Regions from separate parts of the Mus musculus genome. Here region 1 is linked to region 2. A link is a contact called in public promoter capture Hi-C data. All regions are on one chromosome and are shown on one strand. Each heading gives the region's core, a stretch centred on a gene start, on an enhancer-like site or on the middle of the called end of the contact. The rest is flanking DNA. Distances are from core to core; before and after follow the strand shown.

Region 1 (5,137 bases), core at 698-3,197, 190 kb after region 2:
TGTTGGGACTAAAGGTGTGCACCACCACACCTGGCTGGCTGTATTTTATAATTTTTCCCAAGGAGAAAAAAAAACAACAAAATTTATTGTAGAGAATTTGGAAAATTGGAGATATTATTCAAAATTAATCACTTTTATGCATGCATATACACCTTCAAAAATAAGATTAAGGTAAGATATTATGTATAGTTTTGCCTTAAACTTTTGAAGTGCAAACTTGAAATGTTTGCAATATTGCAAACACAGAAAACTTTCAAGAAGTATAAACAATTATTTTGGCACAGTAGCTTAATGTGCCCCCAACTGAATATATATCTTTCTTATTATAATATGACATTCTAAATCAGAACCATAAAGGCACCATTCAAACCAGGCTGACAATATTACCTCTGTTGCCATGTAATTCAGATGCTATTCAAGATTATCCATACAATATCCATAGCAAAAGGATCATATCAGAATTGTATATTTCCTCCAGGGAGTTTAATCTGTTTGCTGTTGGGCCAAATGTAGCTCCTTAAATTCTCATTGATTTATAACTCTGACAGTTTTAAGAACTGCAAACCACTTCCTTTGTAGAATGTTCCTGTGTGATTCTGCACCTCTCAAATGAAAAGTATGACAAGAAAATAAATACTAAATATCAGATTTTAACAACCATTTGCCACTATTAGAGGCCTATCATCAAATACTGTTGTAGTCTTTTGAATAAGAATGCCCCTCATAAAATCATATATTAAATGTTTGGTCACCAGGAAATAGCCCCATTTGAAAGGATTATAAGGATTAGTAGGTGTGGTCTTGTTGGAGGAAAGTGTGTCACTCCAGGTGGGCTCTGAGGTTTCAAAAAGCCCATGTCAGGTCTAGTCTCTCTCTCTCTCTCTCTCTCTCTCTCTCTCTCTCTCTCTCTCTCTCTCTCTGTCTCTCTCTCTGTCTCTCTCTCTGTCTCTCTCTCTTTTTCTCTCTCTTTCTCCTGAATATCAGGATGTAGTTCTCAACTACTTCTCCAGCACTATTCCTGACATGCCTGCTGCCCTGGTCTCTGATAGTAATGGAATAAACCTCTGAAACTATGCAAGCCCCAATTAAAGGTTTTCTTTTACAAGAATTTCCATGGTCATGGTGATTCTTTGCAGCAATAAAACACTGACTGACTAAGAAAGAAGTTGAATAAGTAAGGTCCTATAATGAGGAGTAGGCCCAAAAGTACTATTGGCACAGCAATGGCACTAGTAGAGTACTGGGAGCAGGAGAATAAAGGTTGACACCTGTTTGAAGATTCTTAGTGTCTTTTTTTTCCTTAACATTATTTTTGACCATCACTAAACTTTCTATAATTACCCCTAACTGGTTGGCATAGAAGGAACAAGTTTTGCCCAATGCAATCCAAAGACCACCTTGTTTCATGAAGAACAACCTCTGCTAAGAAGACTACCTGGACTTCCAGATAGGAAATAGGACTTTCCAAATGTGCTCAGCCTATGCCTACTTGAATACTGACCTCTTTCAATGATCTTTGGCTACTTTGTGGGTTTTTTCTTCTACCCTTTTTCTTCTGCCCTTTCAACCTCCAACAATACATAAGAGAGAAAAGGGGACAGAGAAGAAAGGGAAAAGATCCCTGAATAAATTCAGGGTCAGAAAGGGGGAACATTACTATTAGACTACTTCCTGTTGACTAGGGGCATTAAGTTCCTTGGGGGCAATTATGATCATCGCCATCCAGATATTTAATTTCTTCTTATTGTTGTTTCTTCTTCTCTTTTTTTGTACACGACTACATAACAAACTGTGACCAACAGCAACCAACAACCTACCTACCAGGCCCTAGTATTTATAGACCCTCTGAAAAGTCCACAGAATTCCAAACATCACACAGAATCACAGAAACTATCTGCAGTTGGCAAAATCACAGCCCTGCTAAATATACTTGCCAAGCACATCTGTTGGAACCGATGTCTTCAAAATTCCAGGGGGTGGGGCGAGGGGAAGCTCTACAGAGTGGGAGGTGGTTAAGCATGCCTCCTTGCCAAACAAACAAAGAATAATTCCTGGCCCAAGGGCAGATTGTCAGCTTCTTTCACTAGTATGGCTGCAGAAGCAACTGCCTGAAAACAAGTTGGCCAACTGGCAGAAAAAGAATCTGCCAGGTATTCTGAAGTTTTAGTGGCGTTTTTGGGTAACATACTTGGTTGGAGGACTTATTTCTCTAATAGGGGGTTAGATCATAAAAATATGGGTTGGGGACTGAATAGGATTCAAAGTAAGGTGAGCTTTGGCCTTTCTAAAGGATGTGGTGACCCATAGTTTTTGTAGTAAGTATCTCTGAATTAGGGGACCGAGCAATCTGGAATGGCTATGAAAGAGTTGGTCATAATACTTTGTCCCAAGCCCACCATCTGAGAGCCATGGAGGGAAGGAGAGAAGTCTGTCTAGTTGCCCTTGCATGGCTGTGTATAGAGACAACACTGATCCCAGGGTCACTGTCAGAACTGAGTGGGCTGTTCCTGTGTCTACCAGGATTTTAACAAACTTGCCCCCTACCTTTAATGTTACCCTGGGCTCCTGGCAGCTCAGTGGAATGGAGCCCTGACCTTATCAGTCCTCATCCAAATGAAGAAGGATGTCCTTCTTCCCTCTTCTGATTTGGGCATTTATTCTTCTAGTGCCTTTTTTGTTTACAATAAGTACATTGGTCCTTCTAGCTCTTCCTTTTGAAGTGTCTCTGGCTAACCCCTCTGGGATCACTTTTATGGGTCTCGCTGAGCAGTGTTACTACTCCTTGGTCAAAAAATTTTCCATCTACAGAATCACAGTTATTGTAAACAGTTTGCTTAATCACCAATAATTGAGACCTATTCATACCCTTAAATGCTTTTAACTTCTTAGGCTCCTTTCTAATAACTGGGACTCACTATATAACAAAATCAATATTGGTTGCTCACTGGTTTTCTGGCACATCTGAGTCAATGAGAGTGCTCCAGGAATACATAAGGTGATTCTTGGGACTCTTGTATAACCCTGCCCCTTTACAGCTGCCTTCAATCCTTCTAACAAGAGCTGGCAGAAATTGACCAGAGCCTTCTTGGTTGGTATTGGGGTCCTAGTCAGAAAGGGGAAAATCTGCTCTTTTGGGGGATGCATTGTCCTTAGGTGATCCTTTGCCTCCTTCCTTCCTTCCTTCCTTCCTTCCTTCCTTCCTTCCTTCCTTCCTTCCTTCCTTCCTTCCTTCCCTTCTCCTCCTCCCCTCCTCCTCATTCTTTTTTCAAGACAGGGTTTCTCTGTGTAGCCCTGGCTGTCCTGGAACTCAATCTGCAGACCAGACTGACCTCAAATTCAGGTATTTGTCTCTGTCTCTCAAGTGCTAGGATTAAAGGTGTGAGCCACTACCACATAGCCAGAGATTATCTTGTCTATCTTCAAACAGGGTCTTGTCCCAATCTTCAGCCATAAAGTAGGTGACCTGGAGCTGTTGGCTTTCATCCCAGGTGGCTGGTGGGTGTAAAAGGAGTACACATGGCTCCAGCTGCATATGTAGCAGAGGATGGCCTTGTCATGCATCAATAGGAGGAGAGGCCCTTGGTCCTATGAAGGCTTGATAGATGCCCCTGTATAGGGGAATTGAGGGCAGGGAGGTGGGAGTGGGTGGGTGAGTGGGTGGAGGAACACCCTCATAGAAGCAGGGGGAAGGAGGATGTAATAGGGTGTTTTTGAGAGGGAGGGAAATGAGGAAAAGGGATAACATTTGAATGTAAATAAATAAATAAAAAAAAATATATATATATAAAGACAGTCTCAAAGAGACTAATGAAAGCCTGAGGTTTTTCTCAGTTTTTCAGTTATACAGGTCTTTAGTTGAAAAGAAGACATAAACCATGAATGATATTGAAAAGTTTTCAGATCTTGAGGCTGCTGGGTATACCTCCCTTAAAGAGAGAAAAGGGGGTATTGTTTTTACTTACCAGAGCCACTCCAGTGTGTGGAGAGTGAGCATGAATTGGAAGAAAATACCTCTTCCTTCTGAGCATGCCCAGAAGTATTTCCCTCTTCATGGGCATGACCAGAGTCTGTAAAATCCAAGTTTTTCCTCCTGGCCCCAGGCTCCTAGAATAATGACTCTGAGAGTCAAATATTTTTTTACAAATACCTAGGCCATAAGCTAGCCACAGCTTTGGGCTGTTCCCTGGTTAGAACATAATTTAATATCCCTGTAAGGGTTCAAAATTCACTGAAGGAAGACTCCAGACTCAGGTAGTATGCAAAACCAATGAACATTTATTCTGCAACTAGCATGCTAAGGTCACCTTTGTTTCTGAATGCCAACACCAAACAGAGATATTCGAGGATGTTTTATAACAGAACTGCTTATTGTTTCTGAGATAACAATGGACTTTTAAAACTTAGGGCACACGCTGGGCAGTGGTGGCGCACACCTTTAATTCCAGCACTTGGGAGGCAGAGGCATGCAGATCTCCAAGTTCAAGGCCAGCCTGGTCTACAGAGTGAGTTCCAGGACAGCCAGGGCTACACAAAGAAATCCTGTCTCAGAAACAAAACAAAAAACAAACAAAACAACTTAGGGCACATTCCAAGGGGTTATAAAAAACCATTAACTGAAGGTCATAAAGAAGATATATACCACAGGACCACAGGTGTAAAAACAGAAGATAATATGTTGACTGGGAGCTGGGCAGTGGCATGCCTTTAATTCCAGCACTTGGGAGGCAGAGGCAGGTGGATTTCTGAGTTTGAGGTCAGTCTGGTCTACAGAGTGAGTTCCAGGACAGCCAGGGCTAAACAGCGAAAACCTGTCTCGAAGGAAAAGGAAAAAAGATATTGACTTGTTTTATCTATATAAAACTTCAAGGACAGCTTAGTCGTGGTATTTATCTTCCTATGAACCTATAAGGTAGGAGCCGATAACTGTTCCTAGTGGATATGTATACAGACATTCTCTGTTATAAACTTCTTATTTAATTTATGACCTAAATTTATGTGTAAACTCATACTGATCTATTTACCACGTGAACACACTCTGAAAGTTGTACAAGTGTTGAGAACAAAGGGCAGAGGCAGCCCTCCCCTCCCCCTTCCGGGTTTCTGAGACTTAGAGAAGCACAATTCCATGTTGAAGCTT
Region 2 (5,222 bases), core at 1,893-4,392:
CATGACCCCAGTGCTTTACCCTGAGTCTGACGCAGTCTTGGGGTAACCACAAACCTCTTTTCTTCTTTTTAACACAAGAGGAAAAAGCATTTTAGATCTTACCAGATAGAAGATGGAATAGACCCAGGCTTCATCTCTAGTAATTCCACATCCTCTTTCATCAAGATGAGAGACTGGCCATCAGGGGCCAGACCCAGACCTGTCAAGACTCCCCAGTCCTCCTGCAGAACTCTCTTCAGATGAAGACTGTAGTGCAGAAGACACACACAAAACAGAGAAGGATACTTCTTAACCTAACCTTTCAGACTCTCAAGGACTTCTCATGAATGAAGTATAACGCACAAGGACTGCCCTGCCCCAGATATCCTGTTCCTAACCATCAGTGTGCATGCTTGTTTGCTCTTGTACTGGGATCAGACCCAGAGCTTCTGGCAGGATTAAGACAAGCACTCTAGCACTGAGCTATATATATTCCCAACACCCGTCTTTCTTATCAAAACATCTTCCATCATTCTCCCTTACTTGCTCAAAAGGAGATTCTCTAACATTGCTGTCTTTTGCTTCCATCAGTAAGTTCTGCGGATGCTTCCTTGTGCAACAGGACCCCAGATCTTAGTGGTCTCCAGACCTCAGCACCACTCCATAATGGCAGTGCCATTTAGGCCAGGAAACTCGTCATGTAAACCGCACCATCATCCTGATAAGCCCCTAGACGCCGAGACCAAGGAACTTTGCTTCTTGCCTTGTTTGACTACTTTTTTTTAAATCTAAGAACTGACTCTACCTGGGCGTGGTGGCGCATGCCTTTAATCCCAGCACTTGGGAGGCAGAGGCAGGTGGATTTCTGAGTTCGAGGCCAGCCTGGTCTACAGAGTGAGTTCCAGGACAGCCAGGCCTACACAGAGAAACCCTGTCTCGAAGAAGAAGAAAAAAAAAAAAAACACTGAACTGATTCTATTCTTTGTATGTACCTAGAATGATATAAAGCAGACTGGAAAAAAAATAAAAACAAAAATAAAACAAACAAAGAAACAAAAACCACCAAATCCACCACAGCTTTAGCACTGGCTGGAATCATTTTATAATGTTGTCTAATTGTTTTTTTTCTTTGAATCCTTCCTCCCTCCCTAGAGACCCTGCTGACTGACTGAGCTGGCTTGGTCAATAAAGCCAGGTGGTGGCTGGCACATGCTTTTCATCCCAGCATTTAGGAGGCAGAAGCAGGTGGATCTCTGAGTTTGATTCCAGCCTGATCTACAGAGCAATTTCCAGGATATCTAGGAGTACACAGAAACTCTGTCTTGAAAAACAAAAACAAAACAAATAAATAAAAACAATTCATTGATACCACACTGTCTGGCCCAGAACTTGTCACCAATAGGCATTTAAGAATTATTCATGGGGCTGGAGAGATGGCTCAGAGCTTAAGAACACTGACTGCTCTTCCAGAGGTCCTAAGTTCAATTCCCAGCAACCACATGGTAATTCACGACCATCTGTCATGGGATCTGATGCCCTCTTCTGGTGTGTCTGAAGATACCTACATTGTACTCATAAATAAAGTAAATAAATGTTTAAAAAAAAAACCTTTGATCCCCAGAACCCATATGCTGGTAAGGTGAGCCAATTCCCTCAGATTGTTCTCTGACCTCCGAATACACAGGTGAGGACTATAAAGGCACTACTTTGGCTAACCTCCCTCAGACTACTCAGTTCCATGGGTGCTATCACAAATAAAGTAGTATAAAGCAAAATGACTTTGCTGCCCCAATTCCTTGTCACATATACACACGGAGATCAATAAATGCAATTTGAAAACAACCGATAAAGCCAGCAGCAGCTGACATCCTCTCACAGCCTTGCCCGAAAGCAGACACAGACAGATCCTAACAAAATGCTAGGCGTGTGTGGCTTGCCATGCGCAGCAGCCGCCGCCGCCGCCTCGCTTCACCTGGAACTGGTGGACGTTGAACCTTTCCTCAGTCCCACTTGCCACTCGCTGACGTTTTCATTAGCACTGAGAACGAAGAATGAATTTGCCGAGTACCAGATCAGGTGACTGACGCGGCCTGGAGCCTGGGAACGAAGCAGGTTCAGTTGAGGACTTTTGAGGGACAAGCATAAACCTTTCCCCTCCGACATGCATGCAAAACTCCAGCCCACAGAGGTTCAATTAAGCACACGGGTGGACAGAATTCGTATAGCCCAAGACACCTGTGCGGTAGCCACAGCCTTGGCTTGCTGCCACAGTGTCAGTTCCCCGGCTTCATTTCCGGACACCACCATAGAACCATCCGGTGCCCATGCCACAGCAGTGATGGCCACAGAACTCCTAGGTTTGTATGAATCATCTGGAGAAGAAAGGAAAGAATACATTAAGAGCTCTGCACTGATCGCTTAATAGTGGTGCACTCCTTTAATCCTAGCACTAGGGACACAGTGGAAGGTACATCTCTCTGAGTCTAAGGCCAGCCTGGTCTACATAGCAAGTTCTAGGCCAGCTAAGACTACATAGTGAGACACTGTCTCAAAAATAAATAAATACATACATAAATAAATAAATAAATAAAGAGCGAGAGCGCAAGCAAGCATGCATGCATCTGGGCTACTGGATGGGTTGATGGGATAAAGACTTATAAGGTTACCCTGGCATTCCTTGCTCCACTCATCTTCTTTTATGCTATCTCCCCCTCCCTCCCCCTTACTCACCTGCTTCCTTTGGTATCTGCCAGAGCTGTACAGAGCTATCATCTGAGGTCAGCAGGAGGCCTGAGGCCTCTGAAGCAGCAGCTGCTGTGACTGGGCCACTGTGTCCCTGGAGAGTACGTATTTGGCACACCTAGGAAGAGGAGGGCTGCAGAGGTTGCCCTGTACACCTTCTCTATCGCTCCCCACTCCAGTTCTTGCAGAGAACTCACCAACAGGGGATGCCACAACTTTGTGGCCCCATCTAGTCCAACAGTCACCACCAGAAGCTCTGATCCAGGCTGTCCCCCTGAAAAGGAGGGAAACCAACTCAGAAGGAATGGCTAGGCCCAATGTCAAAGGCCTATAATAGAGGGCTGGCCTAGCAAGCACCAGTCCTAGGTTTAATCTCTAGTACTGAGAAAGAGGAACAGGAAATGGAAGAGGAGGAAATAAAAGGGGAGGAAGGGGAAAGGCTGGCAGTTTGATACCTGGGCGGGGCTCCAGAGCAGCTGCACACTGGCTGATGGGTCCGGAATGGGCAGGGATGCTGGTCAGCTCCACACCCTGATGGTCCCACACTTTCAAGGTCCCATCTCGGCTCACAGATACAATGTGTTCCTCCTGTCCCCAGATCACAGTGTCAGAGGACAGTCATAGTGGTCAGGACATGGGAAATGAAACAGGCAGCAAAGGACATAGTTTAGCAGCCTGGGACTGCACTAGTTTGAAGTGTGCATACAGTTGTCTTGTAATAATTCTTCTCCTGGCAGCCTGAGACCTTGACCTGTATGTATTGAGCATACTCCCCTCTCCAAACAACACACCAAACAACCTGTCAGTAGCCCAAGTCTCCCACCTGCACAGAGCTGCACATGTTCCCCTCTTTGAACAATGGAATACATTTCTTTCCCTGCTAACCTCCATCAAACATAGACGGGTTCTATTCAGGCATACTGTCTACTGTGTGAGTAAGGGAGTAGTGGGACTGATCTGGCCTGAACTGGTTTTGGATGCATGTGTAATAAAGCAATCTGTATCACTATTTGCTGTGCACATAATTAAAAGAAGATACATTGTAGTAAATGACTTATGCAGCAAGAAAAAGTGTACTTAATCCAAGCCCGGGTATAACAATAGAGATCCACTCTGACCTTATAACCCTAGGAATCAAGCTCCTCCCTCTTTCAGCCCTTATACAAGAAGCCCTAACCAATAATCTGGGCCCTTCACTCAGGAGGACACAGCTTTTTGCTTGACTGTTGGTTTTTTGAGACAGGTTTTCTCTGTGTAGCCCTGGCTGTCCCGGAACTCATTCCATAGACCAAGCTGACCTCAAATTCACAGAGCTCCACCTGCCTCTGCTCCAGAGTGCTGGAATTAAAGGCATAGACCATCACTGCCCAGAGACAGCATACCTTACTTATGTATATTTTGCTTTGAATAAAATTACCTCTATGCTTTCACAATCTGTGTGTGCTTTTTAATATTTTTAGTTGGGGGAGGGAATGTGCACATGAATGAAGGTGCCCAAGGAGGGCAGAGGCTTCCTGGTCTCCTTGGACACACATGGTATTAGGAATTGATCTCAGGTCTTCAAGGTCTCCCTAGACACACATGGTACTGGGAATTGAACTCAGGTCTTCAAGGTCTCCCTGGACACACATGATGTTGGAAATTGATCTCAGGTCTTCTGAAAGTGTTCTCAATGCTGACCCATCTCGCCAACCCATTCTGTGTGTGCCTTGATTTAATTCCTGATTAAGACACCAAGAACTTAGAAAATACCTGGATAAGACCTCTGCTCCCTCCAGAGAGGGGAAGGTAAACATCGGGGACTTGGAAGATGTAAAAGGGTGAGGGATGCAGAACTGTGGAGTTGAGTGGCTCGGAAACTTTGCCAGAAATTCATAACACCAAGAGGATGTGCTTTTATGTGCCACCCGGCACACCCACCATAAGGCCCAACACTGGAACCCAGTCCCAAGTACCACAATCTTACTATTTGCCACTGAGATTAGATACCCAATGCATCCAGTCTCCCAGATCCTCCAGGCCCTCCCAGAGAACACTGGTGAAGTCCATCGCCTTACCACAGCAACCACGGCGCTCACGGCACTCTGGTGGCCTGAGAACTGGCCAAGTTGCTGCCCTGCCTCTGGGTTCCAGAGTCCCACAGAGCCATCACTCGAGCAGGAGACCTGCAGTCACAAGGGAGAAGAACAAGATCATCTACATTCCTCTCACATTTTGTTTGTGTGGATTTGAGACAGGGTCTCACTCACTATGAGGCACTGGTTGGCCTGAACGCACTATGCTAGGATTAAAGAGGTACAGCGCCATGCTTGGGACCTTTCTCATGTCTTTTTAAAAACAACTTAAGAACTCTACATACGGAAAATAAACACCACAAACCCTGAGAAAATAATCTGAGATTAGTTTTATGCCTTAGGAGCAAATAAATCACAGTGACATCTTTCACTCTCAGGCATCCCAAAGCTACAGAGGCAGTACTGTATCGTGTTAGGAACACGGGC

Evidence for each region. Capture Hi-C pulls out chosen DNA fragments and counts their contacts.
Region 1: a promoter capture Hi-C map of adipose tissue shows a contact between it and region 2. The contact joins two enhancer-like sites. A contact is called at or near these places in 1 of 15 datasets of contacts at CTCF or cohesin (large pre-B cells), 2 of 484 Hi-C or Micro-C datasets (the 63-12 cell line and nephron progenitors), 2 of 115 datasets of contacts at active chromatin or transcription factors (embryonic stem cells and large pre-B cells) and 3 of 9 other capture datasets (adipose tissue, liver and pancreatic islet).

The regions. Positions count from the first base shown.
Region 1 is chr14:51,015,449-51,020,585 of GRCm38.p6, forward strand. No RefSeq gene overlaps it. Among named protein-coding and RNA genes, the nearest start is that of Rnase10, 10 kb to the left of the region's middle. Within about 2 kb of position 1,948, at least 9 of the 459 cell types and tissues checked have an H3K27ac peak or open chromatin away from gene starts, as enhancers often do. A contact at or near this core is called in adipose tissue, where this site is marked.
Region 2 is chr14:50,826,954-50,832,175 of GRCm38.p6, forward strand. Tep1 (telomerase associated protein 1) reads right to left here. Exons shown (of 55, transcript NM_009351.2): 44 at 4,779-4,886; 45 at 3,177-3,309; 46 at 2,919-2,995; 47 at 2,710-2,839; 48 at 2,215-2,351; 49 at 1,952-2,076; 50 at 103-246. Among named protein-coding and RNA genes, the nearest start is that of Gm52116, 6.8 kb to the right of the region's middle. Within about 2 kb of position 3,143, at least 30 of the 459 cell types and tissues checked have an H3K27ac peak or open chromatin away from gene starts, as enhancers often do. A contact at or near this core is called in adipose tissue, where this site is marked.